Regions from separate parts of the Sus scrofa genome. Here all the other regions are linked to region 3. Evidence: chromatin contacts called from public Hi-C data. All regions are on one chromosome and are shown on one strand. The core of a region is the stretch at or near the end of the contact, and the rest is flanking DNA. Distances in the headings are between cores, read along the strand shown. Region 1 overlaps LOC102159645 (a long non-coding RNA gene). Region 2 overlaps LOC102159961 (a long non-coding RNA gene). Region 3 overlaps LOC102159961 (a long non-coding RNA gene).

The links. A called contact is a pair of places that touch in the nucleus more often than the background predicts.
Region 1: a contact with region 3 is called in a Hi-C map of liver, with 3 times the contacts expected there. The contact joins two enhancer-like sites. A contact is called at or near these places in 3 of 47 Hi-C or Micro-C datasets (liver and skeletal muscle).
Region 2: a contact with region 3 is called in a Hi-C map of liver, with 3 times the contacts expected there. The contact joins two enhancer-like sites. A contact is called at or near these places in 3 of 47 Hi-C or Micro-C datasets (embryonic fibroblasts and liver).

The regions. Positions count from the first base shown.
Region 1 is chr16:46,915,412-46,918,807 of Sscrofa11.1, reverse strand. All of the region lies in intron 2 of LOC102159645 (a long non-coding RNA gene), which reads left to right. Among named protein-coding and RNA genes, the nearest start is that of SLC30A5, 370 kb to the left of the region's middle. Within about 2 kb of position 1,322, at least 10 of the 83 cell types and tissues checked have an H3K27ac peak or open chromatin away from gene starts, as enhancers often do. A contact at or near this core is called in liver, where this site is marked.
Region 2 is chr16:47,188,706-47,191,756 of Sscrofa11.1, reverse strand. All of the region lies in intron 1 of LOC102159961 (a long non-coding RNA gene), which reads left to right. Among named protein-coding and RNA genes, the nearest start is that of SLC30A5, 95 kb to the left of the region's middle. Within about 2 kb of position 1,671, at least 8 of the 83 cell types and tissues checked have an H3K27ac peak or open chromatin away from gene starts, as enhancers often do. A contact at or near this core is called in liver, where this site is marked.
Region 3 is chr16:47,058,548-47,061,524 of Sscrofa11.1, reverse strand. All of the region lies in intron 3 of LOC102159961 (a long non-coding RNA gene), which reads left to right. Among named protein-coding and RNA genes, the nearest start is that of SLC30A5, 220 kb to the left of the region's middle. Within about 2 kb of position 1,449, at least 8 of the 83 cell types and tissues checked have an H3K27ac peak or open chromatin away from gene starts, as enhancers often do. A contact at or near this core is called in liver, where this site is marked.

The DNA of each region.
Region 1 (3,396 bases), core at 73-2,572, 140 kb after region 3:
CAAACATAAAATTGCAACCGTGACAAGTGACATGGAAGGGAGACCTTTGGGGAGTATAAGAGCAGTTGTCCAGTGCTCCCTGCAGGCCTGGCTTTGTGCTGAGACTGTCACACATATTAATCCTGGTGCCCCTTACAACAGCTGTTTGATGTAGGTGCTGATGTGCATGCCCATTTTGCTGACTCTTAGGTGGGCAAAAGTCACACACGTAATAGGTGGTAGAGTTTAACTTCTGAATCTGATGAGTTGTCCTCAGAGCCTGAGCTTCTACCTTCCATCCAAGATGCCTCGAGCTGACATCTGCAGAATGAATATATGACAACTGGTTAAAGAGGGGGAAGGGGAAGTGCTCCAAGGTGGAGTTAAAAGTAAATGGTTAGACCTTGAAGCAGAAAAGAGAGTAGAGGACGTAAAAAAAGGCCTGGGTGGTTGGAGTAGAGAGAGTGGTAGGGAGGGGAAAGAGAAGGTGGGTGAGGTGGCAGGATCCCACCGCTCCCAGGCCTTGCAGTCCAGGTTAAAGAGATCCAAGGGGGAGGGGGAGGGAGTGGGATGGACTGGGAGCTTGGGATTAATAATGCAGACTATTGCCTTTGGAATGGATTAGCAATGAAATCCTGCTGTGTAGCACTGGGAACTACGTCTGGTCACTTATGATGGAGCATGATAATGTGAGAAAATAGAATGTATACATTGTATGTGTAACGGGTCACCATGCTGTACAGTAGAAAAAAAAATAAAGTATTGGGAAAATAAACAAAAGAGATTCATCTTTACCCAGAGAACTGTGGGGAGCCCCCGGGAGTTTTCAGTAGGGAGGGGACACTGAGGTTTTCCCTCATGACCTATTTAACGTTTACAGCCACCCAAGGAGGAAGATGGGAGCCATTTCACCAAAGAGATGGCGGGGGGGGGGGGGGGGGGGACACGGGGAGACAAATGCTTTGAGAAGGCCACAAGATTGAAATGGGCATAGCTGGACTTTCCACTCAGGCTTGGCCATTTTCAAGCCCATTCTCCTAACCACCACAGCCCCAGCACCCTCTGTTCCAGGCTCCTTCGGCACTGAGCATACCTTCCCCAATGTCACCAGTGAGTTAGGTTGACACCCAGAAATTCTGCCCCTGTGGACTTGGATGTCTGAACACAGACAGGATTCCATGCATCTCAACAGTCATTCTTTAACTTCTCAATTTTTGAGTCTCTGTTTATTTTCTTGCGCTCCAGCTCCAATTCACCCTTTCACCGCGGCACCCCACCCCCCACCACTCAGTGCTGCCCTGGGACACTGGACACGTGACCTCCGATAAGAATCACTCCATTCAGAGGAGCTGGCAGGTGGATGTCCTCTTTGCTCAAACATGCGTGAAGGTCTCCACTCCCTAGATCTCATGGCTGTGGAGTTGGGAACTCTGGCTGGCCCTCCTCTGTTCTTTTGGAGATAGTGCGTTTCTCCCTCCAGGTAAACTTCAAACTAGTGTTCATTTAAATATTAATTTGCAATTGCGCCATCTCTTCTGTGATATTACCACAGTCTGTGGCAATTAGGCTGAGCGGGCCTCCTCGCTCTCTTGAATCGCACGTCAAGGCAGCGCGGGGACTTGCTGCCGAGTCCGATCCTTCCTTTCACGCCATCCGAAACGCTCTGCACGGCGAACCACATTGAAATGAGCCCCTTCATCTTCCGCATGGATAATTAAACTTCAAACACTGTTTATCTCAGTCCCCAAATCCTCCGAATGCAGAAGCAAATTAATTTTAAATCTATATCTGCTTTAAATAGTAATTGTTTAATCAACAGGCTTGATGTATAATTATATTCTTTGTTCGTTCTCCCGGCAGGCTTGAATAGACCACATAATTCCTGGGTTGCTTTCATTTCTGTAATTAGATCATGTGACAGACCCTCACTATATTACAGTTGACTCTAGTTACTTCTCCCCCCACCCCCTTCGAAGTTCTAAAACGGTTTCTCATGAATACTTAGATTATAACAGCTCAGCTTAACACCGAGCTGTGAGTGTTTTGCTTTAATCCTTTATTCTTCTTTCACCTAATAATTTACTCTGGAGCAAGTGATCTTACTGGTGGCTGCTACACTGGGCTGGCTGTATCCTTGCAGAATTAAGAGTTCTTGTCCTTATTTTGAACCAGTTTCCCTAAAGGAAAACCCTTTCGGACCACCACATAGAAACACACTCTCTGGACTCTTTGAAGCCACTGTTATCCTTGTAGAAGAATGTAAGGTTCAAACTGAACAACAAAAGCATATACTGGGCTTTTGTTTTTTAATCATCTGTGGCTTCATGGAGAAAGAGTAAGTCATTTTCCTTATTAGAAAGAGCAGTTTTGTCTCCAAGAATTTACTTTACTTGCTTGGCTTCATCCCATAAAAATGAGAGCTGGATATTAGATAATTAGGTCAACATTGAGATCGTTTCACTAATTGGAATTTGTTTGTCCCACACAATATGCCTGATTTTCTATGGGACTGAGCTAGAAATAGGATGGTTCAGCCAATCTGGCTCTTTCAGCTTCTTTTATCACTCATGTCCTCTGGCTCATTATCTTTCAGATTTTATTTCCCAGAGTTCTTATAATTCTTAATATTTTTCTTCTTTTTGTTATTGAGGTATGCAAAATTGAATAAGGCATCTCGAGCATGATCCAATCAATAGTGTGTAAATTGAGGGAAGTGGTTAGAAGTTGGAGAGAGGGAGAGAACATCATTTGGCTGTTGTTGTTAAAAAATGAAACAAAACAAAAAAACCACGGAGTGTCTATAGTTAAAGCTCAACTGAATAGTGCTCCTTTTCCTCCATCATATTTCAGAATTACATTCACGTTTGCACTGTCACTCCTCAGCCTTCTAAGCTTTTTTTCGTTTCTTACTTTCTTTCCTACCCATGAAATATCTGTGTTTTTTGATTACTTTCTCTTAACTAGAAAAATGTAGATTTTTCAGGCGGTGTCTCATTTTGCTGTTCTAACTCAGCTGTGCATTTTGATGAGTTTCACCATCATATCCTGCCCATATTTCTGTAACTGTCAGGGTTTTTTTTTTTTTTTTTTTGGATCATTTCACCATCCTTTTGGGTATTTGCAACATCTCCCAATTACATCTGCGGCATTAATTTCTGCATTTGTTATTCACCTTTCCAGATCACCCATGCAAATGCTAAATTACATGTGACTCACTCATAGGTACCACTACATTCCCAGATTAATAATTATCCTGGGTTAATGGATTTATGATTTTTTTGGCTGGAGAATTCTGACCTCAATTTCTCTCCTACTCTTCACTGGACGTCAATCATTATGTATCCTTTATTTGTATATTTACTAAGATTTAGAAACCCACATCATCACACAAAAATAATCTGAGATATATTTTGACTT
Region 2 (3,051 bases), core at 422-2,921, 130 kb before region 3:
ATCCTTTGTTATTGCCTGAGGTGGAAAGAAAGTTGAGACCTCTGAGCACATCAGCACCAAGGAGGTGGGGAAAGAGTTGGAAAAGAAGATTACAGGGTAGCTTTTAAGAAATGAAACTCATAACCTTCCCAGCTGTATGCATAGGCAAGGGTGTTTTCAGTTTTTAAAGTTGGTTTTGAAATTCCCACCCCTCCGCAAAGTCGCCTCCCTTCTTAGCCTGCCAGGGTAATGGAAATTCCCACTCCTTCCTTTAAGGCCCATGTGTCTCTGGAATGCAAATTGTATTTTCAAGGAGTAATAGCGCATTAATCCAATAATACTCACTAACGCTTTCAGATTAGATTATATTAGATTAGCTAGGTGTTACCTTGGAAAAGGCAGTGCTTTGCCTGAGGGAGTGAGACACAGAAGAAGCTGACTGGGAGGGAAGATCTGGAGTCTGGGGCGCAGTGTGGACTGTGGGCAGCCAAGGGCACTGGGGGGCAGGAGAGAACTGCTAGTCACCCGTGTAGCTGCTGCTGCTGCTGCCTCTCCTGCTGCTGGGGAGAGTTCCAGCGGGGCTCTCCGGCTCCTTGCAACCTTAGGTCCTACGCAGGTTATTCTGTGGAAGGCTGTGTTCCCACAGTTGCTTCTTTTGCGGTGAAATCCAGGAGGGTGCTTGGTGCTGCAGAGTTCTCAGCTGCATCACTGGTACCGCCTACCCTCCAGGCCCCTCTCCCCATTTCCAGTGTGGGAAGCTGCTCATCCTGAAAAGAAAAGAAAAGAAAACCACTGTTCTGGTTGTTGGAGTTAAGCCCAGCCAAGAGATGGCTGCTTTGGGGCATGAAGGCAGAGATAACCTAGTGACTGTTCCCCCGTCTCCAGGTGATGACTAAGTCACCTGAAGCCAATGTTACTAAGCCTTATCCTCCTATCATGGGGCATCCTGAGACCACAGAAAGATAGGACTTACTGAAGATCAAGACACAACGTTGTTTCAGTTTATTTTTTAATTTTTTTTTTGTCTTTTAGGGCTGCATATGCAGCATATGGAGGTTCCCAGGCCAGGGGTCCATTCAGAGCTGCAGCTGCTGGCCTACGCTAGAGCCACTGGAACGCGGGATCTGAGCCGTGTCTGCCACCTACACCACAGCTCAGGCTGATGCCAGATCCTTAACCCACTGATCGAGGCCAGGGATCAAACCCACGTCCTCAGGGATGCTAGTCAGGTTTGTTAACTGCTGAGCCACGACGGGAACTCCTTGTTTCAGTTTAATAGATTGTGCTGGCGGGGAATCTTAACATAAATTCCACAGAATGCTTTTAGTGACATTTTCCTGGCTCACCTATCAGATGGAATCAGAGTACATGGCCATTTCCCCGCTGGAACAGCCGAGCTCAGGCTCACCTAATTTTGATGGAAGCATCTCGATGGCGTCACACATCGTATGGGAAAGCTGGGAGGCCAAAGTTGCACACTGTAGCCCCTTCTAGGTTCTTGGGCTTTGCTGCAGGCTGGTTATAACCTCTAGGGGGTCCCCCTTCCTCCAGCTCCTGGCAGCCAGGCAGCCATCCACTTGAATCTAAAGTAAACAAATGTCCACTTGCAACACCCACTGGCAAGGTGATGCTGCCAGGTGGGGTGATGGGACTGAAGGGCAGGGGCAGGGCTGAGGTCAGGTCCAGCTGGTCTGGTTTTAGACTTCCACCCTGCCCTGTCCTGACTTGTCATGTGGAAAGGGTGTGGAAAGGAGGTCACCTCTGTGGCTAGTGCCCTCAGCCCACGTTGGATTTGCGTTTGGAGGGTGAGCTGGTGCTGTGCCTGTGGAGGGGGCCTAGTGGAGAGAGAGAGGAGAAGAGGGTATACTGGGGCCATTCAGGGGCTAAGCTGCTTGTCATGGCACTGGCTGGTTGTGTGCATGTTAAAGAATACATTAATATGGGAAGTTTCCACTGTGGCTTAGTGGTAATGAACCTGACTAGTATCCATGGGGATGTGGGTTCAATTCCTGGCCTTGCTCAGTAAGTTAATGATGTGGCGTTGCCATGAGCTGTGGTGTAGGCATGTGTAGGCACGTGGCTCTGGCTGGCATCTGCAGCTCTGATTCAACCCCTAGCCTGGGAACATCCATGTGCCACAGATGTGGCCCTAAAAAAAAAAAAAAAAAAAAGGAATACATTAATATAATATGGGTATCCACAAGTCATAAGAGAATGAGGATTAGAGAAATTGAAGACATTTTGAATGGGTCACTTATTTATTGTATTTATATCCAATGGTCCTGTGGGCACCTCTTAGAAGTAACATCCCCAGAACCAGGTTTGTATAAAGAAACCCCGTATTAGCTCTGGGTGGTCACTGACCAGTGGGTTTGGGGTTGGGGGTTCGTTCAGGTGGCCAAGGAGTTTCTTGCCAAGTCTAAGATTCTCCAAATTATCCTGGATTTGTTAGGTGAAACTTTCTAAAAGCCTTTGCAGGGAATTCTGCAAATGACATTGCTCACAGTTGCCACTTCTCCTCCTTGGGAAGGTTATCCTTTGGTCTCTGGAGTCAGTGTGGAAATGAATGTGTATGGGCTCACTTAGGTAAATCTTTTAGAGACACTGGGATCAGTTTGGCTGAAGTCTTTATGTACTCTTACTGGATGCGACCCTGACATGCTAATGAGGGTCAGGCAGAATGTTATTGCCCTGGATTCATTCTCCCTCCTGGAGGAATCGTCTTTATTTAAAGCAGGATGGTTCATAGTTTGTCAGAAGAAACATGTTAAATGTCTTGCGGAAGGAAGATGTCACCGAAATGGCTTTCCATGTGCTTCTTAGAATCAAAAGTCTCACTTATGACATAGGTTGAGTTCATGAGGATTGGCGAAAGTAGGTTTTTATTAGAAATATTTTATTATATGGAAAGAAGGGATCGTTCTAAATCTAAATGCTATTTTTGCCTATCGTGTTACTCTCCCCAGAGTCCAACTAAGCATGAAAACTTCTTTCAAATGCTTAAGAATAATGTATATGTGTATATATGTAACCTAATCCTCGTAGAATCACCATGAGATGGATTTTGTTGAC
Region 3 (2,977 bases), core at 200-2,699:
TAATTTCAAACATCTCCTCCAGAATGTGCACTGCTAATCCTGCAGATTTTCCTTAGGCACTGGAGTTTCAATAATCAGGTATCATCTTGTCAGACTCTAAAAGCCTGTCTATATTTAATGCTGCAAATGACACCAAACTTCAGAATAACAGGGCTTCTCTTTACATTTCTCTTTCTAAATAAGTAACCAGGCAAGTGTTCCATGTGAAGTGGGCATGTCAGGGTCTTCGTGATTTCCTCTTGGGCAGGAAAAGCATGAAACGTGAACAGAGCAGAAGTGTGACTCGTCTGGGGTGTACCCCTGAATAGCTAGGGTGCTGAGTCTGTGTTCTCAGTATCACCTCTATGTCCTTGTGTAAATCAGGCATCCGCCTGCCTTCTTCGTGGTTGAACATATTGCAAACTCTCAGTGTTTCTTTTCCACCCCCTGGACACTGTTTTGGGATATGCTGGGGATCTGAGAGGCTCTAGCAATGGTGGAACCAATCTAGCTCTGTAACTGGGCACCATGGCAGCTCCAGGGCATTGGAGAGGGTGCTTGATGTCTTTATCTGCCCTCCTGGACCCTTTCCCCAACTTCACCTTGTTTTGTTCCTCAGGAGGATGATCTGTGTGGACTGGATCAAAGAGCTGCCTTGCTACCAACTTCCGGTTAGGTTTGGCAGTGAAGATCTGGAGCCAGGTGGAAGGGAGAGAGGAGAATAAGCCTATGCATTCCCTTGGCTCTCCCCCTGGGTGCTAGTGTCATTCTGGTAGCCTTCCTCCACTGAAAGCCTCCGCTGTCTGTCAGTTCCATGTGGCTTTGACTCTGGATTCTGCTGTTTGGGCCACACTTGGTGGCAGTGCCCTGATCTTACTAGCTCTGAGGTAACCCACCACCTCGTGTTATGTTATGGGTATCCCAGTCCAAATCTTTGTAAATAGTCCCTTAAATAAACTCTCCCAAATTAACTAACTTGGGAGTGCCATCTGTTTCTTGCTGGGACCCTCACTGACACAGTGGGCTGTTCTTGAATAAATGATGTTGATGAAAAGAGTCCTGAAGGACCATCCTGGGACCCCTGGAACCTGGCAGTAAGCACTGTAACCCACGGCCATACATAAGTGGCCCCTGGATCCTGCCAGTGGGAGGAACCTCTGGCTGAGGGTGATTTCTGTTGCTGCTGCCTGAAACTGTGTGGCTTACCAGAAAACTACCCCTCCCCACCCCCCACCCTGCCACTGGGGGGCAGTTACACCACAACTCTGGCTTTTATTTGGAGCCTGGGAGGGAGGAGGAAACAAGTCCTCTCCATTAGTGCTGCTGCACAGAGAGAAGCTTCTGAGTCAGCAAATGAGAAGTGATCTCAGGGCATTGCCCCATTTCTCCTGCCCCTCATCTCTCCCCTGCAGCTGGCCGCCCAGGTCCATTCTGGCCTCAGGCGTTAGTGTCAGCGAGGAGAGCTGCGCTGAAGTACTGGGCCTGGTGCCTCCCTCCTGCAGTCTTTTTTGGCATCCTTGTGCCCTTGCAAAGTGAAAGCCCATTGGCAAGTGAAATGTCATAGTTTCAAACAAACAAACAGGCCCTGCAGTCTGCCAAGTCGTCTGGGTGACATCACAAAGAAATCACAGTGTTGGGCACCTCTTTGGGGCCTTCTCTCTGTGGATTCAGTGATCTTTTCATGGCTGGAGGAGGACTCACTTTCTCTCTGCTTGCTAGTGGGTGTCCATCTCCAAAGCCGTGATGCCTGTGTACCAGTGACCCTGCCTGACCAAGCCTACTGAGCTCCCAGGGAGCTGGGTTACCTTCTGCCCACTGCTAATTTAGGTGAATTGGTCACTGTTTGGGAATGGATGGGTCTTCTTCCTTGCGTCCTTTCTGAGTCCCAGGTTCCCCAAGGGAAGCTTCCCTCCCCACTTGACTTTTTTTGACTCACCCGCTGGAAAAAACCCAGTGACTGCTCCAGGTTGAGGAAAGTGCTCAGGGACACGACCTCTGCCCAGGCCAGTGCAGCTGACTTTATCAAATTCGGGTAGCATAGGTGGGTGGAAGATGCCAACTAGAGTTGAGTTCCTTGGCAAAGAAATAGTAAACAGCACAACAGTCATTTCAGAGGGCAAACTGTTTGTCTCACTAATAAAGCATGGCTCTCAGTGGAAAATAACTCAGAAGAAAGTAGGGAGCAAATGGATTTAGTTGCTATGGGAACGTAGTTGGAAAAAAACATGAAATATGTAAATACTGTAATTTGGTATTTTAATGTATTTCTTTTCCATGAAGAAAATTCCCTGACAACTAAAACTAACAACTCATTCCTCTTCTATACACAACATTGATTGACAGAGGCTGGGCAAGTGGGTTTCTGAATTCCATTTTGCCCCTAGGAGGAAATATATCTTTATTCTCAGGCATAAAAATCAAACATCTAGAGCTGTGGTTCTCAACTCTGGCATGTTAGAGTCCTTGGGGAACTTGGAAAAAAAATTTGGCTGCACCTGGTCTGATTAAATCAGAGTATCTCTGGGTTGAGGGTGGGTAGGAGGAGGGCTGGGGTGAGGCCTGGTCATCATTTTTTTTAAAAAGGTGCCCATTCTTTCCTAATGGGCAGCCAATGTAGCAAACCACTGGCTTAGAATCCTGATTTGAAACAGTTGCTGAATATGAATTACTTATTTTACCATATGCCTTCACTAGGTTTCATTTCACCTGATTTTTGATAATTTGGACATTTTAATACCAATAGTACGAAGTGATTAGCAATCATTACTCTTCCATTATTAGTGTTATTATCTTCACCATAGTAGATTAGCACTTCTCTAATTATTTAGAACAAACATATGATACTATGTTGCAAATCATTATCATTTAACCATAGTAATGATAATTAATTGCTGTTATTTGAAAAATCATAAATTGATAATAATAATTTGGGAAGTTTAGATGGTGCTCTAAATGTTGATATCAATCTATATTTTAATAATTAATACCATAAATTATA